Linked DNA regions of Mus musculus: region 1 is linked to region 2. Evidence: chromatin contacts called from public Hi-C data. All regions are on one chromosome and are shown on one strand. Each heading gives the region's core, a stretch centred on a gene start, on an enhancer-like site or on the middle of the called end of the contact. The rest is flanking DNA. Distances are from core to core; before and after follow the strand shown.

Region 1 (5,428 bases), core at 2,373-4,872, 170 kb before region 2:
ACATACACACACACATAGAAACACACACAGATACACATACTCAGACACACACATACACACACACATACCCACCCATCCACCTATACACACACACACACACACACACACACACACACACACACACACACTGGCTTGAGAGCTACACAAAGCACGAGCCCTATGCACATCTCAGAGGCCCTGAACCTATAGACACAGTATCTAGAAAGCACAGTATATACAGAACAAAAGGCCGCTCTGCATCATGAGAGGACCTGAAGGGAGCCATCCTCACAGGGCCGCGTGCACATGAGCCTTTTCCCTCTTTATTTTCCCATAAAGGGAAGGAACGGTATCTCCCTGATCCTGAGGGAAGATGGTGGTCTGCTGGAGACAACCAGCATTCAAGCCTGCCTCCTTTTCAGTGTGAATTTATACTGTAACTTCCTTCAGCCTCAGACTTTAAAGTTTATTACTGCAATGGCAGCAACTGCTACTACCACTGTTGGCCTGCAGGGGTAAGGAGGAAGACAGTACTAATCCCACAAGATTCTGTGAGCCTTACCTGAGGGACATGAATCAGAGCTTCCTGTACAAGTGAGCAGGGGGCCTGTGGCCCGAGAAGTGTGCTGTGGCATGGCAGAGCTGAAAGCCACCGCTTCCCATCCAAGCAGTGTTGGGGGCCAACCACTGTCCCCACTCCTGATACAACCCTGGCTCTGCACACTTGGTCTTGTTTTCCTGCCATTAAACTTTCAGGCCCCAGGACCTGGGAACTCTAAAGCCAGATGGGGGCGTCCATTTGGGTATTATTATGGGCAATGCTGCTCCCTTCCTATTCTCTAACCCTCAGTGGCCGTATGTAGCCTCAGTAACCTAGTCTTTAAAATGGGAACAATGTCTCCCCTGGCTAGAGTCAGAGAATGGTTTGGGTGAGAGATAGGTTTGGCTCCCAGCGTGCCAGCCAGCAGTGCATCCAGCCAGCAGAGGGTGCTCACGCGAAAGGCTGCAGGTGGCTGACTGCCACTCAGTGTAGGCAGGTGGTCCAGGCAGGTGTCCCTCCCCCATTCTGCCTCTCCTGAAGGAGGAAACAGTCGCACAAGGTGGACACGAGGACACTCATCTACCATTACACCTGCACATTGCCAGCTATGGGATTTTCTGGAATACTTTCTAATACCGCAGCCTGACCATCAGAGGCTAAAAATACCAAACAGGTCTGCTCTGGACCAGCAAGAAATGGCTTCTTTGGAACTGGAGCCTGACTGACTGCTGCTGTGATCTCTGCCACAGCCCTGCAGAGAGTCTCGTGGACAAAGCCAGCTTCCCGAATGGGAACCCAGTTGTGCTTTCTGACCACTCAGTCCCAGGAAGATGCAGACAAATTGGAGCAAGCTCAAAGCAGAGCCACCCAAATGATGGTGTGGAGACAAGATTGATGGGTAGACAATGATTGAAGCAGTCTCGAGCATCTGAGCTGTCTTCTTCAGGTGACAAAGCCGAGAGTGACATATCGTGGGGCTCCTCGCCCCTGTGAGAGACTGAACACCCGACAGAAGAGGAGAGAGAGGAAGAGAAAAGGGAGGAGGAGGGTAAGGGAGATGAAGGAGAAGAGGAGGGGGAAGAGAGATGAGGAGGAAGAAGAGGGGGAGACGGGAGATCGGTGCAGCGTTATTTGAGATGAGTAGGCTGGGTCACACCTATGCTTGCAAGGCATGGATCATTCTGATTTCTCTCTGGCCTGGATTGAATTTTCTAGCCTATCACACACACCCGAAGTCCTTGTTATTCAAAGATATCACATGCTAAAGGCTTCACTGCTGGCCTCTAGTGCTTTTGGGAGCTGGTGGTATCTTAGAAGTAGGGCTTACTAGAAGAAAGTTAAGTCACACGGGTATGCCAATGATGGGAATATTGGTACCGTGTCCTCTTCCTGTCTCTGGCTTTGCTTCCTGGCCATCACGACGTGAGCAGCTTTACCACAACATATGCTCCCGATGTGACTTACCACTTCCCTGTGGGCCCAAAGGCAACAGGGCCAAGGGGCAGCGGGCTCAAACCTCTGAAACCATCAGTCACCAAGGCAAATGTTTCTTCCTTTTATCTGATTATCCCAGGTGCTCTGCCGTAGCAGCAGAATGCCAACTGCCACCGCCACTTGCTGTGTCTGACTTTATATCATCATGCTTCACTGTGTCTTCTTGAAGAAAGCACAGGCTAAGACCCCAGATTAGCCATACACAGGGCTTCCCTAGCCTGTACTAGGTTCTATCCAGTATGATGCTCTACCTTTAAGAAGCAGTCAGAAATATCTGTTGAATTAAATCATCCTGTCATGCAAGGTAAACGAAAGCTATTCTGAAGCCAGGCTGGACATGCTGCCAGAGGTCAACCCGCCTTGTGAAGTCAGGGTAACACGGTGGTATCTTTTGCCTTTTTATTTTTCAGGTGCCCTTTCGGTCTGACATGAGACTTGCCATCACAACCACTGAGGTTGGATTGTCAGTGTTCACTTGCATGAAATTCCAGGAAAAAGTCCAATTATTTTGTTGATTAAATTCTTAATGGTATCCCAAACACAAGCTGTTCCTATAGGAAACGCATCTTCATTGAATTATCCGTGTGTGGGATGTGTGTGTGTGTAGAGTATGTACATGGAACAGGGTGGGGCAGTGAGCGGGGTGCAGGCTTCGCTGGTGCTACAGAGCTCAATTTTCCTTATTGACTGATTAATTAAAGTTTAAACACTTTTCCTGCCGTGGGTTTAACGGCTGTGCAGTCAGCCTGGCTCAGCCTTGCCGGGTGCTGAATGCCCGTGTTGCTTAGCTGTGCTGAAGCGCCCAGGTGCGGCCACAGAAGGCATTCGGGGACCAGCTTCTCTTCAGGACTAATTCAGGCTCCAAATTGTCATGTTTCTTCAGAGAGGGAGCCAAAAGGTACAAATTTGCATGCATTTAAGAGAACGATAACAAAATTTCCCACCAGTGTTCTCCAAAGTCTTAAAGCCCAAGATGGGCAGGCTTGGAGCCATTTGAAAATTCATTTAAAAGTTTTCATTTGTAAGGCATGGTGAAACTTTCTAACAGAATGGAAGTCAAGTTTTAGCTTCCTCGGTATTAATGAGACTGAGCAGGAGGCATCTCTGTCTCTCTTTCCCCAGTGCCTGCTGCTCTTGCTCTCATTCATGGCACCCGGGTTTGGATTTTCTTATGGAGTGGGGCTCGCTCCACAGGACTCGGGGGACTAAGCCTTCTCTGTCCACATGACAAGCAGAACATTGAAGTCCAGGAGCAGCTATTCTAACCTCTCTAGCCATGGTAAATGCCCAGAAATGGGCTCTTGATCTGATGTTGATAAGGCTATAGAGTCTTTGGTGGGAAATATCATTCCTTCCCTTCCTGATGCTCTGAACCTAGGCTGTGGCTCATTACACGTCTCATGGCTGTGACAGAAATATGTCACAGAAACCTAGGACAGAGAGTCGATTTTGGCTTGTGGTTCCAGGGATGGTTTAGACCATCATGGTGGGGAAGACCTGTGGAGGGTTAGCCCTGCCCACAGTGGAAGGGCTTGCTTAGGGCAGGACAACACATGCCTCGTAGGAGTCAGAGATAGGATACTATGCTGTCTGTTTTGACTCTTGTCACTGCAACTAAGCACAAGAAACAACTTAAGAGAGGGTCGTGGTTAGTGTCGCGTGTTAACTTGATACTGCTGGGAAGAAGAAACCTCGACTGAGAAACTGCCTCCACCAGATTGGTCTGTGGCCACATTTGTGAGGTATTCTATTATTTACTAATTGATATGGGAGGGCAAAGCCCACTCTGGGCATTGCTGTCCCTATGCAGGTGGGCTGTATAAAAAGGTAGCAAAGCAAGCCATGGGAATCTAGTCAGTAAGATGAGCTCCTTCGTGGCCTCTGTATAAGTTTCTGCCTCCAGGTTCCTATCTGAGCTCCTGCCCTGACTTCCCCTGGTTATGGACTCTAACTTGTAAGATGAAATAAGCCCCCTCCTCCCCAGGTTGGTTCTGGTGGTGATGTTTGCCATAGTGACAGAGAGAATCAAAGTAGGACTTTGAGGAAGAGTTTGTTTTGATCATGGTTTGTTTAGAGTGGCACAGTCCACCATGGTGGAAGAGTCGTGTAGCAACAGTGTGAGGTTGGCTGGTGACATTGTGTCTGCTGTCTGAGGCAGAGAGGGGTTTCACAGCCTCCCCCAATGACATCACCAATAGGGGGCTGAATGTTGGGGTACCGGAGCCTGTGGACGACACTTCACATTCAAACCACAAAGCCTGCTTCTCTGTGCTCTACTTTTTCCACTTTCTGGAGATTCTTATAGCTCCTCAATTCAGCACCATTAGTTTGGACCACAAGGACAGGAAGGTGTAGAATGTAGTCGGGTCCACTTCCATGAAGCAGAGTCTTTTGCGATTAAAACCAGAATGAAGGAAAGAGCAGGCAAATCCTGAGTCCAATGTCACCTCCTCATCCCTCAAGTCAAAGACTGATAAAGGCTCCTTTCACCAGTGTTGTGGCTTAGAACAAAGATGCCCCAAGCTAGAGAGATAGCTCAGATCATAAATGTAAAACAGCCCAGCCAAATGGCAAACTCCAGGCCACAGAGAGAGCCTGTCTCAAAAATGAAATAAAATAAAATAAAGTAAGATAAAATAAAATAAAATAAAATGATAAAATAATAAAATAAAGGATGCCTGAAAAATAAAAGCCGAGGTTTATCCCTGGGCTCTGTGTGAACACAAACACATGCGTGTGCATCTGTACACACACGTGCACTTACCCACTCGCCCCCAGTTGGTGGTGAAAGTATGGCTTTCAACCTCTATCTAGAGAGCAGTAAAGGCAGAGGGTGGGTCTCCCTGAAGTGACTGACCCCTTTGTCTGAGGATCAGGTCTGCCCACTGGGCTCCTCAGTTCCTGAAATTCATTTACCAAGGAAGCTTGAAAGCCTCTGCCAAAGGAACAGACCGAAATCCGCACACCTCACTTTCAGCTCAGAGGAGATGTCCCAGGCTCTCAGGGTCAACTCCCCCCCCCCTGAAGGTCATTACAAAACCTGCTCCTGAGAACCCACCTACAGCTCCCACCTCCCTTACATGGAAAAGATGTTTTTCAGCTTCAACCACGCGGCCCTCCCTTAGGTCTCGTGAGTGAATCACGTTGCTCTCCACACACACACCCATTAGCAAATTCACGTGCCCTTCCTCCAGATGACCTGTTTCCAGGTTAATTCAGAGAAGTCCACTGTTGGCCCTTCAGAAAGAATATATAAGCATCCTTAGCCCAAGTTAAGCTGGGCTTTCTGACTCTTGACTACAAAGAATGCTGATAATTGTACAAGTCTGCCCTCCCCCGCAACGAAATGCATCCTAATATTTCAGGATTCTCCTTGGGGGTGGGGATAAAATAAGAGGACCCATGACCATGATG
Region 2 (5,593 bases), core at 2,118-4,617:
TTTCTTTCTTTCTTTCTTTCTTTCTTTCTTTCTTTCTTTCTCTTTCTCTTCCTTTCTTTCATTTTTTCTCTCTCTTTCTCTCTCTCTTTCTTTCTTTCTTTCTTTCTTTCTCTTCCTTTCTTTCTTTCTTTCTTTCTTTAATTTTCTCTCTTTCTCTCTCTCTCTTTCTTTCTTTCTTTCTCTCTCTTTCTCTCTCTCTTTCTCTCTTTCTTTCTTTCTTTCTTTCTTTCTTTCTTTCCTTCTTTCTTTCCTTTTTCACAGGAAGTGAAACAGCCACCCTTTCTCCTTCCCACCCACATTTACTTCACTAAAGAAAAGAAAAAAGAAAAAAGAAAAGAAAAGAAAAGAAAAGAAAAAACACCAACAAACAAATGGCTTCTCTTTTATAGCAATTTGTTGCTCAGAGCCAATTTTCAGAGCTGAGCAACAAATCCAAGCAAAACAGCCACGAGGACAGAACACTAACTGACGTTTAACACTAATGGGCAAACAGAGTTCTTGGGAGAGCAAGGGAGTCTGAGAACCCAGGCGGAGCACTTGCCGATGCTCACCCACGTGCTGCACTTTAGTGGACGAGTTGCTGTTTCCAAATCTCAATTGCTCCAAAAAACTGCAAACGCAGAGAGAGGCATGTCCCCAGATATTTGGGATATTTGTATTGATGACCACTCAATAGTTTCTGTGGTGGCTTTGGCTGCTGTTTTAGCGACAAGGAACAAAATAACATGGGAAACAAGACAGCTTGACAACAAGAGAACAAAATCCGAGACTAGACTCAACCACAAAGGTGAAACTTGAACACAGGCTACAATGGTTTCTCATATAAAGGTCTCTCACCTCTCTCAACAGCCAAACCCTTGGCTTTTCCCAACTCAGTGTGCTACTGAGCAAGGCCCAAAAGCATAAATCACAAAATGGACTCGATCAATGCCTAAAGTACAAAAGGAAGAAATGCCACCACGCTTTGAGATTTCTACAAAACTGATTTTTTAAAAATTTAGTACATTGATGATACTTTGAATCAATAATATTTTCTTCTTGCTGTGACCAAAGTACCTGATTGGAACAGCTTTAAGGGAAAAGGATCATTTGGGCCTGTGGTTTCAACCCATCATCATCTCATGACAGCAGAGACATAGGCTCATTATACCTTGGAGGCTGAGGAGGCAGAGAGATTGGGCAGGAAGCAGGAGAGAGTGGAAGCCCACAAAGGCCAGGCCTTATCCTGTATCTCTCCACCAGCTACATACAGATCAGCACCCATGGGAAACGACAAGATAGCGCCACCAGCTGGAGGCCTACTGCTCTGGCCTATGAGCCTGAGGGGACATTTCATGCGGTCCATATTTGCAGAGGCAGTTCTATGTCTAACTGTATTTGGGCCTGTGGTTGCAGAGGTTGAGTCTCTAAAGGTTGGGGACCTGTGGTGGCAAGAAGGAGACGCTGAGAAGTCACGTTTCAACCACACACAACAAGCAGAGAGACAATAGGATAAGGAGTGATGTTATAAGCCCTCAAAGCTTACCCCAATGACATACTTCCTCTAGCAAGGCCTCATAAGCTCACTAAGCACTGCCACCAACTGGGGACCAAGTGTTCAAACTCAGGAGCCAGGGATGGGGAGAGAGGGGGACCTTTTCATTCACACCACAGTAGCCACTTTCATCTTTCTACCTTAGCGTATTCCCAACTTTCACTTCTGTCACTATCAGTGTAACCTATGAGTCGTCACATCTCTCAGTATAGGACAGGGCTAACCTTGAAGGCCGTGAGAACCCGCCTCATGAGTGTCTTCCACTAGGCATCCACATGACCTTATATGTAAGACAAAGTACAGTGAAACCTTTATTCGCAAGATTCATAACCACAGTCAAGCTCCTGGCTTGGGTTCGGAGAGACTACGGAACACAGGCTGTGGGGTGGTTTGAATGAGACCGTCTCCCATAGGCTCCTTTGCGTAATTATTCCACACAAACTGTGACAGTGCAGACTGTGGAGAAAGCGCTCACTTACCCTGTTGACTCTCGAGGCACCTGCAGCAACTCCTGCTTTAGTGCATTCTGCACAGGACTGCCTTGCTAGCTTGGGTGCCTCTCTGTGAAATGGGCCACCTTGGGATTATGGGCAACCTTGGGCTGGCAGATACATTTGAATTTTAAGTATTCTAAAGACGCACCCAGGTTAGGGGAAATGGGCATGATATATTTTTTCGAAGATGCTTCCACCTCACGAGGACATGATTCTGAAGCCTGCACAGGCATTCAGCGTGTCCTAGCACTTTCTCTGGGTATAATTTAAGGGTACTTTGAAACTTTGGCCCAATTTGATCAAATGTTGATAGACGGTCCAGTAAAGCGAGATGTGGGAAGCCCCTCCTTCACCGCACATTGATGCTGTAAATTTGAAGAGACACTGTCAACCTGCTGAGTTCTGAAATTTATTTCCCTAAAAGACAGATAAATTCCGCGGCTAGCACTGGCGCTGTGTTAAATATACTTGTGTACCTTACGTGGAGTCCCCCACCATCAGTTGCTCTTAGACTGTAGTTCTAGGAAATCGTTTGCTTTTCCTGATGATGTCTGCTCTCTCTGGAAAGGATGAGGGGACCCTTGACCCACACTGTTCCTCTTTTTTTTCCCATTTGCCACCAGGAACTCCTGAGTTTCATTTTGTCCCCGGTGGTGGCTGTGTCTTGTAGCTGACACTCGGGACAATGGAAGGATCCCCTTATGGGCATCGTGATTTTCTTTTCTCTAATCTCTTCCTTTCATGTGTTTATCTTATTTCCGTCTGTTGTTGAATACCATCTCAGAAATTCTTCTAGAAAGAAAAAAAAAGTGATGTGTAACTGTATTGAGGTCCTGAAATTCTTGACAGAGCCTCAGAGTGAAACTTGTCACTGCTATTCACCTGAAAGGTTTCAAAAGAAACTCAGAGGCGAGAGAAACGGCCAGACACATCTCTGTTACCAAGCACTCAGATGCAAGGTCCTCTCTGCTACCCTGCCCCATTGTCTGTGAGGGCACAGAATGAGCTTAACCTTCCCTGTGAAAAGTAGGACAATTCTCCTTCCTCCCACCAGCATGTTGCCTTGGCAACTGACAACTTCCTGCTGATGTTGTTAAAGCCAGCCCCACTTCACACCTTATCTGGAAAAACAGAATATGAGATGCACGCTTATCACAGGAGGAATTACCAAAAGGAAGGCTATTTCTCCTCATTACGAGAGGGAGAAATTAGGTTCCAACTAGGCAGACCTGGCAGTGTTGAATAAACCGGGAGAAAGATAGCCAGGACCAGACAGATCCTGTGTGAGAGAGAATGTACTGCTTCATTCAAACCAGGGTTTCCAAACTGATGCCCAAAGGAAGTGCCTGTGGCTGGGTTAAAACCTGAACGCCAGGCTCTCCTCCAGGGCCTTTGACTCGCAAGGGTTGGGTCAGAGAATCTGGTTTTATATCAGGGTCCTAAGGGTACCTGCTGCTTAGACATTACTATTACCATCTTTTCCCCCAGAGAAGGGCCAGCCTCTCAGGGATTTTCCTAAATTACCCTCTCCTTCCAGCATGGGGTGGGGTGGGGGCGTGGAGGGGAGCAGGAAGTAAGATGGAGAGGGATATTGATCAGCTAAGGCTGATTTCAGCCCTGGCAGACGTCTTGGCAAGGGGATTGTAATGAGAAACCAGGCAAAGCTGGACTGGGCCCCTTTACAGCGTAGGAAGGGAGGCCTAGTGGGCTAACCTTCTTGTCAGTGACTGCAAGGCTCACAGGTCAGGTGAGTGCCAGGGTGCAGCGTGAGTCTCTGTTTCCACAGCCTATGGGCTTACCCAGTCAGGTGAGGACTTCTCTTATCTTGGGAACCACAGCCGAGAGCCTGGCGGTTTTTTTTTTTTTTTTTTTTTTTTTTTTTTTTTTTTTTTTTTTTTTTTTTTTTAAGTAGAGTTCTTCATCTAGAAATGCGTTACAAACTCGAGACCAAGGCAGCTTCAGACGTGGCTCACAGAGTTTCCATAGCAGCTGTATGTCCTACTAGGACCCCCTAAGCCATAGTAGTTTCTACAGGAATGGTGCACCCAGTGACGCTAGCCAGTGATGCTTGGCTAAGCTGGAATGTGGTCCTAAGCTCAAGGGTGAGGCCTCTCTGTGGGACCAGCAGTAGCTACAGGAGACTACTGACTTCTCAGCTTTATGGGCAGAAAAGAAGGTGATGGGCCTCGGGTCCAGCTCACAGTGGACAAACCACACAGGTCTCCATGGGTCTCATGGAAATACAAAAAGGAAGGTCCCTCTTCTTCAAAGACGTGGAATGAAATAAAAAAAAATCAGGAAAAAGAAATGCTGGGTATGAAGTACTTTAAAAGACACCAATGATGGTATTGATCATAACAATAGGATCCATGGTGAGGAAGAAGCCAGTAGCTAGCCTATGCTATATTTTTATAAAGGGGAAGCAACTGCCCTGAGCTCTTGGTGGGTCTGCTTCATCCTTCGTGCAATCCTCAGAGAGCCGAGTGAGGAGGTGTGCAGCTCCTCCACTCTGAAGTCAATGCTAAGAGGAGGAATGGAGAGTCACATGGAGGCAAAGCCCCATCTTTATGTGACAAGCTCACTCTACGGGAGTCTGTACCACAGGTCCCGCCTGCCTCTGGACGTTTAATAGCTAAGGCTTTTCCGAGCCACTTATGTCTCCTTCCTCACAGGCAACTTTGAGCTCTGTGTCTTTCTCTGATGACAGCGTCTTGCAGGTGCTCACTGGGACCTAGTCACTGCACTGGGAGAATAAATGCAAATGGGGACAGAGGAGATGGCTCTGTCAGTAAAGTGCTCCTGCAAGCCTGAGGCCCTGCATTGTGTCCCTGGCATCCAAGGAAAAAGTTTGGCTTGACGGTGCACATCTGCAGCCCCAATGGGGAGTCAGAGACAGAGGCATTCCTAGGGGCTTGATGGCCAGCCAGGCTACCCTAATCAATGAACCTCGAGTCCCAAAGCAAAACAAACAAAGTGAACAAAACCAAGCTAGCTGTCTTTTGAGGAAAGGCACCAGATGTTAGCCTTTGCCTTCCACAGCACAGGTATATGCATGTATTTATACACACACACACACACACACACACACACACACACACACACACAGAGAGAGAGAGAGAGAGAGAGAGAGAGAGAGAGAGAGAGAGAGAGAGAAATGCACACATACTGAAATGCGCACACACACACACAAAGGCACATTCACACAGGCACACATGGAGAGACAAATGCACACACAGAGAAGTGCACACACATGGGAGGAGTACCGGCTGGTTGTTTGCATAGAGATCATCAATATCACCGTATTTAGATCAAGCCTTGTACAGCAACCTAGACCTACATTTGGATAGAACTGCCTAGAAAAGTCTCTTTTAAAATTAGGCGGGGACAAGGCCCAAGAGATGGCTCAGCTGGTAAGACATTTCCTGCCAAGACCAATGACCTCTGAGCTTAATGCCCAGGATCCACTGGGACAAAGAGGAGAACCGACTTCCTTAATGTTATCCTCTGGTCTCCATACATATGATGTGTCACAGAACAATAAATACATGTAAGTAAAAAAAAAATG

Evidence for each region. A called contact is a pair of places that touch in the nucleus more often than the background predicts.
Region 1: a Hi-C map of the P5424 cell line shows a contact between it and region 2, with 2.4 times the contacts expected there. The contact joins two enhancer-like sites. A contact is called at or near these places in 5 of 484 Hi-C or Micro-C datasets (DN3 thymocytes, the N1E-115 cell line, the P5424 cell line and 2 more) and 1 of 115 datasets of contacts at active chromatin or transcription factors (fibro-adipogenic progenitors).

Annotation. Positions count from the first base shown.
Region 1 is chr2:169,844,830-169,850,257 of GRCm38.p6, reverse strand. The region is part of intron 1 of Tshz2 (teashirt zinc finger family member 2); the gene reads right to left. Among named protein-coding and RNA genes, the nearest start is that of AY702102, 120 kb to the left of the region's middle. Within about 2 kb of position 3,622, at least 4 of the 459 cell types and tissues checked have an H3K27ac peak or open chromatin away from gene starts, as enhancers often do. A contact at or near this core is called in the P5424 cell line, where this site is marked.
Region 2 is chr2:169,677,640-169,683,232 of GRCm38.p6, reverse strand. All of the region lies in intron 1 of Tshz2 (teashirt zinc finger family member 2), which reads right to left. Among named protein-coding and RNA genes, the nearest start is that of Gm34344, 13 kb to the right of the region's middle. Within about 2 kb of position 3,367, at least 15 of the 459 cell types and tissues checked have an H3K27ac peak or open chromatin away from gene starts, as enhancers often do. A contact at or near this core is called in the P5424 cell line, where this site is marked.